Linked DNA regions of Anas platyrhynchos: region 1 is linked to region 2. The links are chromatin contacts, called in public Hi-C maps. All regions are on one chromosome and are shown on one strand. The core of a region is the stretch at or near the end of the contact, and the rest is flanking DNA. Distances in the headings are between cores, read along the strand shown. Region 1 overlaps DTX2 (deltex E3 ubiquitin ligase 2). Region 2 holds the start of HSPB1 (heat shock protein family B (small) member 1).

Evidence for each region. A called contact is a pair of places that touch in the nucleus more often than the background predicts.
Region 1: a contact with region 2 is called in a Hi-C map of liver, with 2.6 times the contacts expected there. The contact joins the enhancer-like site here to the promoter of HSPB1 in region 2. A contact is called at or near these places in 3 of 8 Hi-C or Micro-C datasets (liver and skeletal muscle).

The regions. Positions count from the first base shown.
Region 1 is chr20:6,862,082-6,868,970 of IASCAAS_PekinDuck_T2T, reverse strand. All of the region lies in intron 4 of DTX2 (deltex E3 ubiquitin ligase 2), which reads right to left. Among named protein-coding and RNA genes, the nearest start is that of DTX2, 18 kb to the right of the region's middle. Within about 2 kb of position 2,575, at least 4 of the 8 cell types and tissues checked have an H3K27ac peak or open chromatin away from gene starts, as enhancers often do.
Region 2 is chr20:6,800,789-6,807,043 of IASCAAS_PekinDuck_T2T, reverse strand. HSPB1 (heat shock protein family B (small) member 1) reads right to left here and starts at 4,357. Exons shown (of 3, transcript XM_027471928.3): 1 at 3,735-4,357; 2 at 2,787-2,850; 3 at 2,235-2,613. The coding sequence starts at 4,095. The coding sequence ends at 2,448. It overlaps SRRM3 (serine/arginine repetitive matrix 3), which reads right to left. Exons shown (of 15, transcript XM_072026101.1): 15 at 5,493-6,255. YWHAG (tyrosine 3-monooxygenase/tryptophan 5-monooxygenase activation protein gamma) reads left to right here. Exons shown (of 2, transcript XM_027471930.3): 2 at 1-295.

The DNA.
Region 1 (6,889 bases), core at 1,326-3,825, 64 kb before region 2:
CAGGCCACGTTCATCCAAACCAAAGCACGCGGCATCAACCCCTCACCAACAGGGATGGGCACAGAACTGGGGCAGCCCTACAGTCCTCAGCCATCAGGCCTGTGCCTGATGGGTTTGTGGTGTCACATCCCTGATGAGGGGGCAGAAAACACCCCGATCCCATCCCTTGGTTGGGATAACACTGATGCACCTCAATCCAGAAATATTAGCAAGGCAGACCTTCGGGACACCAGGAGCTCCAGGAAAACCCATCCCCAGCTGCAGTCACTCGAGTGCTGGCCCTACAGAAGCAGCTTGATGCTGATACCAGGTTTCCAGCAGTTTTACAGCCCATGCAGCTGCACCCCGAGGAGCAGCATGCCCAGCCAGCCACCCCCCAGCTGCACAGGGAGCCGGGATGCAGCCACGGCACGAGCAGCAGGCTTCTGAGCCAGCATCACTTCCCCAGCAGGCCCCGTGTGCTGCAGGAACGCCTGCCTCCAGCCCTTTGTTCTCACCATCCCTCAGGACCAAAGCCTGTCCAGGCTCCAGCCCTGACCACATCTGCCCTCTGTCCCCTGGACCGGCAAGGGCTCCACCTACCGGCCTCAACCTCAAAGGCAAGGGGAGATTTGGTGTTAAAAAAGGAAGATTTCTCCCCTTTCAGCAGTTCAGGAGAGCCAAACAAGCAGCTGTGTTATCGCAGCCTGCCTCCCCCAGGAGGCCCAGCACTGGATGTGCCATCGGTGGCTGCAGGACAAGGACACGCAGGGAGCAGGGAGCCACGTGCCAGCACTGACAGCGTGGGGACAGGGGGGATCCTACACCCACAGCACAGCACTCACCCACACCAGACATCGCTGCCAGAGCAGCAACACCATTAACGAGCCCTAATTAGTGCCTTTGTTGAGCATAACCCATGTGTTCAGGAAGCTGGCTGCCATTCTATCAACACCACCCCAGCCCACACGCGGGCAGACCGGTGCGCAGGCACAGGCTCACTGCTGGAAAGTTTGGGGTGAACGTGCCTGCAGCTGGTGTGCAGCTCTTGCCTGAGCTCCTAGAGATGTGGGAGTCTGGAAGAGAGGTGATGCAGAAATTCAGGCTGCACAATGGGCCCCATCTCTGCCTGTTACAGCTCCAGGGTGCGTAAAAAGGTCAGAACAGGCTGACCACAAGTCGGGCTCACCACCAGCACTGCAGCTCCTTAGCCAGGGCACAGATGGAGCTTAATCCCACATGGCACCGAGACCTTCCTCATGCAGGCATCTCGCACTCAGCACCCTGCAGGAGCAGCATCCCGGCCCCAAAGAGCAGCCCTGCTTCCTAAAAGACAATTTAAGAACTAAACCAGGAAAGCTCCCTCTCCTCACAGTGCTGGAAGTGGCAGAGCTGGCAATGCCCCTCCTCTGCAGGGCATCCTGAGCAGGATGGGGGCCAAATCCTGCTGGCTGGCAGGAGCCACACAGTGCTCCCAGCACCCACACCGCCCCTCCTGCCCATGTTCTCTGCTCCCTGGGTTTCTGCTCCCCGTCCCTGAGGTTTCCCGGCCCCAGCAGGTGGCATTGCTGAGCCGCAGCAGGGCGCAGGCACCCAGCACGGCTCCTGCTTGGTGAGCCCCACAGCCAGGGCTGGTGCTGGGCTGCACAAACACAGAGCTCAGCAGCCTCTGAGCGAGCCTGACCTCTGGCCAAGCTGCAGGCACTGTGCAAGAGCCCCCGGTGCTGTGCCAAGCACCAAGGAGCCCGCATCTCATGCAGGAAGATGTGCTGCTGGGCTGGCACATCTGTGACACCCCCTCTGCTGGCAGGGGGCTTTGGGACACCAGGACCGCGTGTTTTGTGGCCTCACCTCGCCATAAATGCTGCCAGCTTTGTGGCGCTGACCTCCAGCAGCTCCCTTCCCATGTGGCTGTCCACCTGCACAGCCCTCACCCTGTCACACTGACACCAGAGGGTTTTTTTGGTACCCCAGCAGCCAGCCCCCAAGGTACAGCCCCCGTGCAGCCCCTCTTCCTCCACCTCCACTCAGTTCTTCTCCTCCACCTCCTTTCTCCTCGCTCCTCCTCCTGCTGCTGCTTCTCCCACCACCCTTTCTCCTCCCTCCTCACACATCCTACTCCACACTTGCTCTCCCTCCTTCCTGCTGCTTCCATCTCCTCCCCCCAGCTCTGTCCCTGATGCATTTCCACAAGACTCCTCCCTGCACATCGAATTCCTGGTTCTTTAATTCCTGGCTCTCCTCTCCCCCTTCCTACCTCCTCTGGAGGACTTTGCACCTTGCAAAGCCTCCTCCCTGCACTGACTCCAAGGAGCAAGACCAAGGAACCGAGACATCCAGGTGCCTCCTCTCCTCCACAAGGCTCCTCCTGCCCAGGAGCAGGGACAAAGGTCCTGCCCTGCAGGTGGCTGTGCCCGGCAGGGAGCTGGGGTGGCCTGATCCCTCCTGCCCGAGGCAGGTGGGGATGACAAACTCACCCCAGGGTGGCCCCGAGTGCCCTGTGTGACTCAGGGGCTGCTCGCCTGGGAGATCCTCCTCTGCTCACCTCGTGACTCAGCGGTGACGAGCCAGACCTTCTGCCTCACAACAGCCCTTCTGGAGACAGCACATGGATAAATGCTGCCCTTGAGGGTTGCTCGGCTCCCAGGCTCATCCCAGCAGTGAGTCAGGGAAAGTCCTGGTACGTGGAGAGCTGAGAGGGACCCCGGGGAGATCAGAGAGATCTGACATGCACAGGGAACAGCCAGGCTGCTCCAGCGACTGCTGGAAACAAGCAGAGCTTCCACAGGACAGGGTCTACTTTGTCATCTTATTTTACAGCCTGGCAGAGACCATGCAGGCCAGAGAAATGCCCTGCCTCTTCCCTCCGTGGGACGAACACCCCCAGTCAGTCGGAAGAGCCGAGAGGGACGGGGGAGAGCCAAGAGGAAAGGAGGGAGGCAGAACAAGTGCAGAGAGATAAAGAGAAGGAGATGGAAGCAAATATCAGATTTTGAGCAGGAACTACCTTTCTTGGACACTTTCCTCCCCTCCTTAACTGAGCTGTGTTTTTTAGTGGCTTTATGGGAGCTGGCAGCTTGCGGCACACAGGTGAGGTGCACGGGGAGTCCAGCGGCTGACATCAGAATAGCCGTCATGCCTACAGCGGGTACGAGATCAACATGCAGGAAGGAAACAACGGGGAGACACATTAAAAAAAACTTCAATCTTTCAAATTAAAAAAAAAAAAAGATAAAAACAAAACAAAACCCAAGCCCTTGATTCAGAGATGATCAAACACCCGAGAGGTGAGGGGGTTGGAGTCACCGCAGGGACAGGATCCAGAGGAGTTCAGCAAAAGGAGCTCGGGCAGCAGATTGAAACAGGGAAACGCAGACACCCTCCAAGCTGGGGTTTGGGATTCCTCTCTGCCTTGGCTTTAGAGATCCTCAGGTGTTTCATGTCTGTCATGGTGCAGAGTCCTCCAGCTCACCAAGCCCCGCGGGCAGCGCTGCCCCAGGGATCTGCAGTTACCTGTAATCCCTACAGCTCCTGCTCAGCTGCTCCCCCAAAAAGCAGTGTTTCAAAGGCATCGCCCCCAAACTCATCCCAGACAGCAGCTTTAGGGCCTGCAAAGCCTGCAGCTGGGCCAGGCAGACTGGAGCTGCCCACCTTGAACCCTGAAGGAGCCCCATGCAACTGGGCTCCGTTTTCTGCTGGACCCCACACACAGTTTGAGCCCAAGGCTTCTCTCCCTCCCAGCCAGCACCGAGCAGCACTGCGTTCACTGGATGAGGTTTGTTAAAGCTAATGAATAATTAAGAAGGACAGACATTCCTCGCAGGTAGAACAAGCATGCAGAGAGCCACCAGGCTGGTGATGCTGATCTGGCATGATGTTAGCCTGAGAAATACACCCTATAACTGGCCTGTAATGCTTGTGCGGTGGCATGCTGCTCCTAAACACACATTCCAGGGAGCACCCGCTTCGGCTCCTCTAGGAAGAGACCTCCTCCTGCACCAGCTAAAAAATAATCCAGAGATGCAGACTGACAGGAGCTGAAAGCCCAGCTTACCTCAGAGCAGCCGGTGCAAAACCACCTCCTAACGCTAAGGACGTTCTTGCCAGCATCCCCAGATGCCCACGCAGTAGCTCGTGGCCAAAACCAAGTTACCAAGGCGTTTCAAGCCCATGTTCTACTGGGTTGGGAAAGAAAGGAAGCTAGAAAAGCAAACGCATGTATTCAGGACAAAATGAGGAGCCTTGCCCACACATGGCTAAAAACGGAGTTAGGAGAGGAAGCAGCCAGCTCTGTGGGAGCGTTAACTGGTTGCGTATTTCAGGCAGAAAAGGGTGTTAGGAGCCCACCCCCTGTAACCAGAAACCCCCCCATGCAGACCTGGTGCGAGTGCCCCAAGCAGAGCCACCCCCTGCAGCGGCTTCACATGAGCCCCAAGCACAAACCCCACAAACTGCCCGAGTCCCTTCTCGATAGGGGAGTCGGGTGCTTCTAGCACAGCTCATACAAGGCCCAAAGACTTCCAGAGAGACAGAAAGGATTTCGCAAGACAGGGTAAGGAGCAGAGATGAAGCAGTTTGCCCAGGGTTGCCCAAGGCCCGTTGGCAGAGCTGGTCTGGCCAGCAGATCGTGTTGCTCTGTGACACATCGCCCAAGCACGCGCCTCCTGCTCGGAGGGAAGCTGCAGACAGCAAAAAGCCAAACCTTCACAGCACCAACAGCTCCTGGTCCGACTGACACCATAGCAATGGGCACCAGGCACACGTCGTGGTGCCAGAAATTATGGGGGAAGGAAAGCAGGGCAGGAAAACAACCAGCAGGAGAGTTAACGATGCACAAGCAGCAGGGGAAGCAGTTCTTTGAGCAATCCCAGCCCCACCTGACGGTTATAGGGTCTGTGATTCAGCACCAAGGAGAAAACCCCTCCCTCCATGAGCTCCTGGCAAGGCTGGCACCAGAAGATCAGGAGCACAAGCTCACAGCACATCCACGGGCTTCCCGAGGGAAGCAGGGAACTGAGCAGGTAGCCAGCACCCCAGCAGCACACTGCTCTCAGCAGGTCCAGCTGAGGAAAACCCCAAAAGGCAGTACGAGACAGCACAAGCATTGGGGGACCAGCACGAACACCAGGTCCTGAGGTTTCACAATCAAAAACACCTCTTGCAAGTCTCAGACCCCAGCCCAGGCTGCTGCCTGCTCTCAGCCCCACTAAACCAGCCGTCCTTCAACACTTCCAGGAAGCCTGGGGCTCACTGTTCCCATAAAAATAGGAGCAAAGCTGAGCCCAGAGACTGCACCAAGCCAAACCTGAAGGCCAGGCAGGGACTTTGGTCTGTGGGAGCCTCACCCCAGTGTGGCCATAAAGCACCGTGCCCAGCCTGGGGCAGGAGCAGGGGGTGAGGTGAGGCTGCAGGGCAAACCCAGGGACTCGGGGGGGTTATGGCCACCCCCACACAGCTGCTGGATAGGGGAACACAGAACTGAAGCTCTCTGCTGAGGAGATCAATGCCAGCTTGCTGGTCTAACACGCAGAGTCCATAAAAACAGACACAGGAGAGGCTGGAGGACTGACCTCAGACTGCACAGGGGATGAGACGCCTCCTTCAAACATAAGGAAGGGTGAAGGAGACGAGGCACGGAGCCCCCGAGCCCAGCTACCTGCCAGCACAGCCCTGCCCATCCCCTGAGCGACTTGTCTCGAGTTGCCTGTCAGCACCATGAGTCACTGCAAAGGAAATAAATGTTTATTTCGGGAGCCCTCCCTCACTCCAGGAGTTGAGGACATCCACAACGCCACGCACGCATACAGGCAGGTCAGGTGTGGGGCCAGGAGCACTACCCCCAGCCAAGTATCCCTCTGAAACCAGCACAAAACTGGTTATTTTCTGCTTTTACCTCCTGCTGCCTTCAGGGACACGCAATGAATCATCTCCTTCTGCAGCTCCACAGCAAGAGAGCATTCAGCACGGGGCTGTTCCCGTGCTACAGCGCTCCCCTGGCTCATCTCACAGCCCAGCAGCGATTCCTTCGGTGCTAATACAGGATGGGAAACCTCAGCATGCAGCAAGCCTCCCACCAGGCTTGACAGGAGTCACCAGCCAGGGATCTCCCCGCATCCAAGCCCTCCAGGGGACAGCACCTCCACGCAGTGCCAGCCACCACCCCTGCGGGCTGGTTCCCCACCTCTGACACCTGGGGCCGGCTTTAATCCAGTCACAGACATCAGTGGAGCTGTGTCAGGAGCGAGTTGGGCCCTGGATGAAGCCCACCTGAAGGCACAAGGGCTGTGCTGCAGCAAAATAAGCCTGCCCAGAGCAAGTCTTTGTGTTCCTGCAAGAGCTCCTGCTGCTCGCTGGCCACCCCCGGAGCTCAGGAAATACAACCACTGCCTCTTCTCTTCCTCAAAGCGTTTATTTGGCTGCAAGTGCAGTGTCAGCAGGGCTCCTTGGGGCAGAATTATTTCTGCTGCAGCTATGACAACATCCGCCGGCTTTTCTTAGCCTCCCGTGAAGTCAGGCACTTCTGTAACATCCTGTACCGCAGCCAAGCACGGGGAAAGCACCCTGACCTAATGCTGCGAGCCCCCACCAGGCTCCTACTCACACCCAGCCCCACGTGCCCCTCCGGTCACCCTTCTGGCTGCTGACTTACAGACCTCAGACTCACGTGTGCTTTGTTCCAGCTCGAGGTTTAGGCAGGTGGCAGGAAGGGCAGAGCTTGCCTTCAGATAGCCTGACGTCTCGGGGAGGGAAGCACTGAGAGTTTGCACAGTTAGACCCAGCAAAGTTTTCATGGTGAGTATATCCCCAAACACCTCTAGGACCCATGTTAGTAAGGAACACTCAGCTTAATTTAACACAAAGCTCACTGCCACAGGTTTCCTCTGGCAAATTGTGTATTAGCACAATTTGG
Region 2 (6,255 bases), core at 3,108-5,607:
CCAGTGTTAGCTTAATCTTAATGTCTGGTGTTCGTCATGGTGAAATTATAACTATTACAGTGTAGGAGAACAATGACTGTGTTCTTTGAATGAGCCTTTGTTTGTGCTTTTTGTCATGTTATGCAGTGAACTATTTTTAAGGTCTAATCAGTGATTATTTTTCCAACTCCGTGTTTCTGTAAGGAATTATTTCACACACGGACCATTCTTAGCAGTTTTCCTCAGTGATGGAATATCATGAATGTGAGTCATTATGTAGCCGTCGTACATTGAGCAAATAAACTTACAGATCTGACGTCAGCGCTGCTCAATTCTTGCGTCTGTCGAGTTTCTGGGGGTCCGGGGCAGGGGGTGGCGTGATCGGGGTCGGGGGCTTGGACCCCAGCCCCAAATCATGGCAATTTGGGGGGAGGGGGAGAGCTGGGATCACAGCTGGGTCCCCACCGGGCACCTTGGTGGTGCTTGGGCTCCCGAAATGGCGAGGGAAGGGCTCGGTGGGGAGGGTCTCTGCGTGCTCAGGGTGGGCACGGCGGGGTCCTGGGGCTGGATCCCCTCCCTTGGAACCCCTCGGTGACTCCTGAGCCCTGCGGGGTGGGCACGGGCTGGGCCCCTGCCTCTGGGGCTGCCAAAAAACCCTGGGGAAGGGGCTGGGGACACCCCCAGGACGGTGACAAAAGGGGCATGGGAGAGCGGTGCCACCTCCACCTGCAGTGGCACCTCACCACCAGGGCCACCTCCCCGTGCTCACTGCCCCCCCCCTCGCTGCCAGGACGCCTCCCCTGCACCATCCATCATCCAGATTTACACGATTGGTTTCCCCCTTGCTGTCCCCGTGTCCCCACATCCCTTGGGCTACCTGGGTGGGTGCTGTGGGAGATCTCTCCTGGCCCCCCCCCCCGATGGCACATTTGGGGGCTGGCACCTGCGCCACCGTGGTGCATCGGTTTCCCCAGGGCTCCAGCGTCACGGGGGTGTCACGGGGTTGGGGCTGAGCCCAGCCCAGCACCTCCCAAACCCCAAATTAACCCCACATCTCCCCCACCATGCCCCCCCTCTCCTCAGTTTCCCCATTTGGAGAGGGAAGCGCCCCCCCAGCTCCGGCACCATGCGCACCAGCAGTGCCTGTGCGCATCCCTGCACATGTCTCTGCTCTCCAGGCAGGATTTGGCCCTAAATCGGGGCACTGCAGCCTGCCAGGGGCTGGGTGCTGCGGGGTGGGGGGCAGCACCCACTGACACCCCCATCCCCATCCCCTACAAGCTCCGGCTGCTGGTCCCCGATGCTGGAGCTGCTCTCTCTATGGCAACCGTCTCCATCGCGCCGGTTGCCGTGGCCACCCGTCCCCAAAATGGCACAGCACGCACAGCGGGGTGATGGTGGGGGGCAGGAGGATGCTGTGGGTCGGGGGGGGGGGCTGGCAGCAGGGCCCCCCAGCCGCAGGATTCCTCCCGGGTCACCGGCTGCCTGCCTGCAGGATGACTCAGGGGGGATTAGGGGGATTTGCTGCCCGCGGCCATGTAGGGCCAGCCCTAAGCCCCTGCGCTGAGGCATGGGCACGTGGGGGGCACGGGGAGCGTGGCCCCCCCTCTGCGTGGCACCAGGCCCTGAGCTGGGGCCAGGGCTGGGTGTGGAGCCCCCCCCCATCCACCTGAGGCGTCGCCACGGGGTGAGAGGAGGGGGCACAGCGGGGCAGGAACACCCTGGCATGGGGTTGGGGGTGGGGGGACCCCATTCCCATCTTCTGGGGGTCTCCTCTGTGACCTGGGGGGGACAGCTTGTTTTTGAGGGGTGTGGGGACCCAGCAGGTTGGGCACGTGGAGGGATGAGGTGGGGTGTGGGTGACCTGTGGGGTGCTGAGACCTGGAATTTGGGAGCCCGGGGGTGCCAGGTGTGGGGTTGTGGTGACCTGGGATGGAGGAGACTGGGCTGTGGGGACCCCGAATTTTGGAGCCCCAGGATGTCAGAGCCACGAGGGACATCGGAGGTCCGGGAAATTGAGATCTGAGGTGTGGGAGGTGTGATGCTGAGGGTTTTGGAGACCTGAGATGTCAGAGCCCGGGGTACAGAGCCCCGTGGTGCTGAGCCTGGGCTGCTGGGGACCCGCGATGTGGGACCAAGGACATGGAGACCCGGGGTTTGGAGACCCAGGAGGTGGAGACCCCGGGTGCTGGAGGCCGGGGTGAGGAGGGCTGGGCTGGGGGGCTCTGGCCGGCAGACAGCGGGCACGGGGCAGGTTTCTTTCACCACTTTTTATTCCCACTGACACCACCTGCTCCTTCCCATCTACTCAAGGCACTGGGGTGACCGGGCGAGTACAAAATAAAAAATACAAAGGGGGCTGGGGGGGGGGGGGGGGGGGGCAAGGCATGAGGGTGCACTCCACGGGGGCAGCGGCGGGGGCTCCTCCTCCTCCTCCTCTTCCTCTTCTTCCTCCTCCTCGGTGCCTCCTACTTCTTGGCCGGCTCGTCTTTCTTGCCCTGGCTCTCCACGGTGACGGGGATGGTGATTTCGGCCGACTGGATGGCCGGCTTGGGCAGGGGCGCCTCCACCGTCAGCATCCCGTCGGGTGACAGCGAGGAGCGCACGGCCGTGGCCTCCACGCCGGGGGGGAGGCTGCGGGGGAGAGGGGGAGAGCTTGGGAACGGCCCTGAGGCCATGGACATCGCCCTCCCCATATGGGCTGGTGGCGACCCCGCTGTGTGCGGGCCAGGGTGGACGGTGGGAGGAGGTCCCCAGGGTGCCGGGGGGGTCCTGGGCCTCCATCTCCTCCCCGCCCTGGTACTTACGTGTATTTTCGGGTGAAGCACCGGGAGATGAAGCCGTGCTCATCCTGTTTCTCCTCGTGCTTGCCTGGAAGAGAGAAACCCAGCGGAGGTCAGCGCCCAGCAGGGAAGAGCCCGATCCTGCCCATCCCACATCCCTGTGCCCTACCAGCACCCCGGAGCCGCGCTGACCCACAGGAGGGATTTGGGCCCCTCCAGGAGCATCCCCCAACCCCCAGGGCAGCGAATTGCTTGCGGTGACGGCCCCGACCCGTGCCCAACGCCTTTGTTTTGGCTCCCCAGCACTCTGCGCACGCTGCTGGCTCCGTGCCGCGGGGGCCTGCGTTTTGTCACCACGCCCCTCGCCCAGGCACCCGCGGCGCTCCGGGGATGCTCGGGATGCCGTGGGGCTCGTCACAGCCACCTGTGCCCCCCTGGGGGGTCTGCACCCTGCAAGAATGCTCTTGTAGTGCTAGTCCTTCTTCTCCTCGGCTGTTTTCTCATTTCCCCTTTGCCTTGTCCTTTCTCCTCCTCTTTCCTTTCCCTCTTTCCATCTTCCCTTTCCATGTTCCCTTTCCCTTTCCCTTTCCCTTTCCCTTTCCCTTTCCCTTTCCCTTTCTTTTTACCCTTCCCCTCTCCCTTTCCCTTCCCCTCTCCTTTCTCCTCTCCCTTTCCCTTCCCCTTCCCCTTCCCCTCTCCCTTCTCTTCTCCCTTCCCCTTTCCCTCTCCATTTCCCTTTCTCTTTTCCTTTCCCTTTTCCTTTAATTTCATCCTCCCCTTCTTCTTCCCTTTCCCCTTTTCTTCCTTTTTTTCCCCTTTTTTTCACTCTGCCTTGCCCTCCCTCCCCAGCAAGCACCCAGACACCTGCACACCCACCACCAGCACCCCCAGTGAACGGGGAGAGCCCCGGTGCACCCCTCATCCCCCACCCGCGGCCCCACCACCCAGCACCCCACCACCCCGCGGACCCACCGGTGATCTCCACGATGTTGTCCTTGGTCTTGACCACCAGCTCCTCGGGGGCGAAGTGGTTGACATCCAGGGTGACCTTCCAGCTGTCGGCGCTTTGGCGGATTTCGGAGATGCCGCTGCTGAGCTGGCGGCTCAGCGCCCGGCCGTAGGGCGAGCCCGGCGCCGGCACCAAGGCGCTTTCCCCGGGCAGCAGACGGAAATACCCGGGCCAGGCGCTGCCGCTCGGCCACTTGTACCAATCCTCGGGGATGTGGGGCATCCCGAAGGACTGGTCGAAGAGGCGGCTGCCGTGGTACCAGTCGCGGAAGGGCTCCCAGCTGGGGCTGCTGAGGAAGGTGAAGGGCACGCGGCGCTCAGCCATGATGCGCGGGGGCCGTGGTGCTGGGAGGGGGCCGGCGGCGCGGGGCCTTATGAAGCCGTCCCGCTGGTTATTTTTAGCCGGGAGGCTCAGCTGGCTATTAATGGAAATCGCAGCAGGGCCCGGGAAGGGACCAGAAGCTTTCCCAGGCCGTGCGCAGCCGTGTTGGGAGCCCCCCGGCCGCACACCCCCGCGGCGGGGGCTCGGCTGCTTGGCGGGTGATGGATGGTCCCTGGAGCGCTCCCAGCCCTTTCCCGTAAAACAATCCCTGCCCTGCGCAGCTCCGGGGCCGTCTGCGCCGGCGTGGGGAGGGTGCTGGGGGGGCCAGCACAGCGGGGGGGATGAGTCAGTGGAGGAGCCCGTGCTCGGTCCTGTGCCCACTGCGTCACCCAGCCCATGCCAGAAGCTTCTGGAGCCCCCCCCCCAGCTCTGTGACCCCCAGGTGGCCGCCGGGGCTTGGCCGGGTTGGGGTGAGGTTGTCCAAACCCCGAGCAGTGGGGGCCATGGGGGTCAGTGGGGATATAAGGGGGGGTGTAGGGCTTGGTGGGGGTCAGTGGGGCCCCATGGGGCTGATCGAGGCCAACGGGGGCCATGGGGTTGGTAGGGGTTGATGGGGCCATAGGGGCTGATGGGGCTCACTGGGGCCCAGTGGGGCCAGTAGGGCTTGATGGGGCTGATAGGGGCTGATGGGGCCAATGGGGGCAGTGGGGACTGATGGAGGCAGCAGGGTCCAATAACACCAATAGAGACTGATGGAGTTGATTGGGCTTTCTGGGGCCCAGTGGGGCCAGTAGGGCTTGATGGGGCTGATGGGTTGGAGAGGGGCTGGTGGGGGCAGCACCCTCTCGGGGCAGGGGAAGGACGGCTCCTTCCCTTAGTCCCTTGCCCTCATGTCCAAACACACCCCTCTGGGATCCCTTGGTGCCCGTTTGGGGCCAGTTTCCAGCCCCTCAACCCCACTGGGGCCCCGGCACCTAAGTCAGACAGTCTGGGGGCACTGAGCCCCCCGGGGGATGCCCCTCCTTGCTCAGGCTCTGCCCATCCCTGGCAGTGCTGGGGCTGGGTTTTTAAGACCCCAGCGTGGCCAGGAGACGTTTGTAGCTGAGACCTGACGCACTCGGCGCAGGGAACGGTGTGAGCCCAAGCCCCCGAGCTGCACGGAGGCTGCGAGGAAATGCGAATTTTCCCCAGCATCAGGGATCCCCCCAGAGGTTTCCCCCGCCGTGATGCTCTGGGACATCGGGTGCAGCCGGTGCCACCCTCACCAGGAGCCAGAAACCGATGGGACAGGAGGCAGGGGGCAGGGGAGGAGAGCTGGGGGGGTCCCGGGGACAGAAGGGGCTGAGCCTGCAGGGAAGGAGCAGAATTAACCCCGCAAAGAAACCGCTCCGTGCCCCGCAGCGCCATTTACAATATATACTGTATATTTATTGTAGTTGAACCAGCTCACTGAATCTACAGCTGTACTCACAACCCAGGAAAAAAAAAAAAAAAAAAAAAAAAAAAAAAAAAAAAGAGAGAGAGCGCGCGCGAGAGAGGAAAATACTGAAGTATTTCTACAGAGTATTTGTTCCAGTGAGCTCCCTCCACGGCAGGAGACAGAGACTGTAAAAGAGGAAGACTGGAAATTTTCCCTGATGTGCTGTCTTGTCCGCGCCGTCGCTGCAGTCGGGGCTCTGTCGCTTTCGGGAGCCGTGGCCGCTGGGGTGGGGACGGGGACAGGGCTGGGGGATGCCTCCGAGCGTCCCCGTGCAGCAGTGGGGCGATGCTGGGGGGATGCGGGGGTGCAGGGCTGGGTGCCGTGGCCAGAGGAAAGAGGGATGGTTTTGGGGGGGATCGCAGTTGCGGGGGTGGCAGGGGGGCTGCAGGGACTTCACGCCCTTCGTGTCCCAGCTCGGGGTCCAGGATCTCCATTTTTTCCTACCATGGGCACACCCAGACCCCGCCGCCTGCCCCGAGCCGTGGGGAGCTGCAGGTGTTTCTCCTCCATCCCCAGGAAAGCCGATTTCTTTCTGATTTCCTTTTCTGGGCAATCGGCCTCCTTCCCAGCTCAGGCTCTGCTGGGAGGGCTGGGGAACCAAGGGGCTTGGGTGGGGGCACGGCCAGCTCCTGGGGACGCTGCTCCAAGGGGTCCTGCTGGCTTGGTGGCAGCACGGGGGGGGT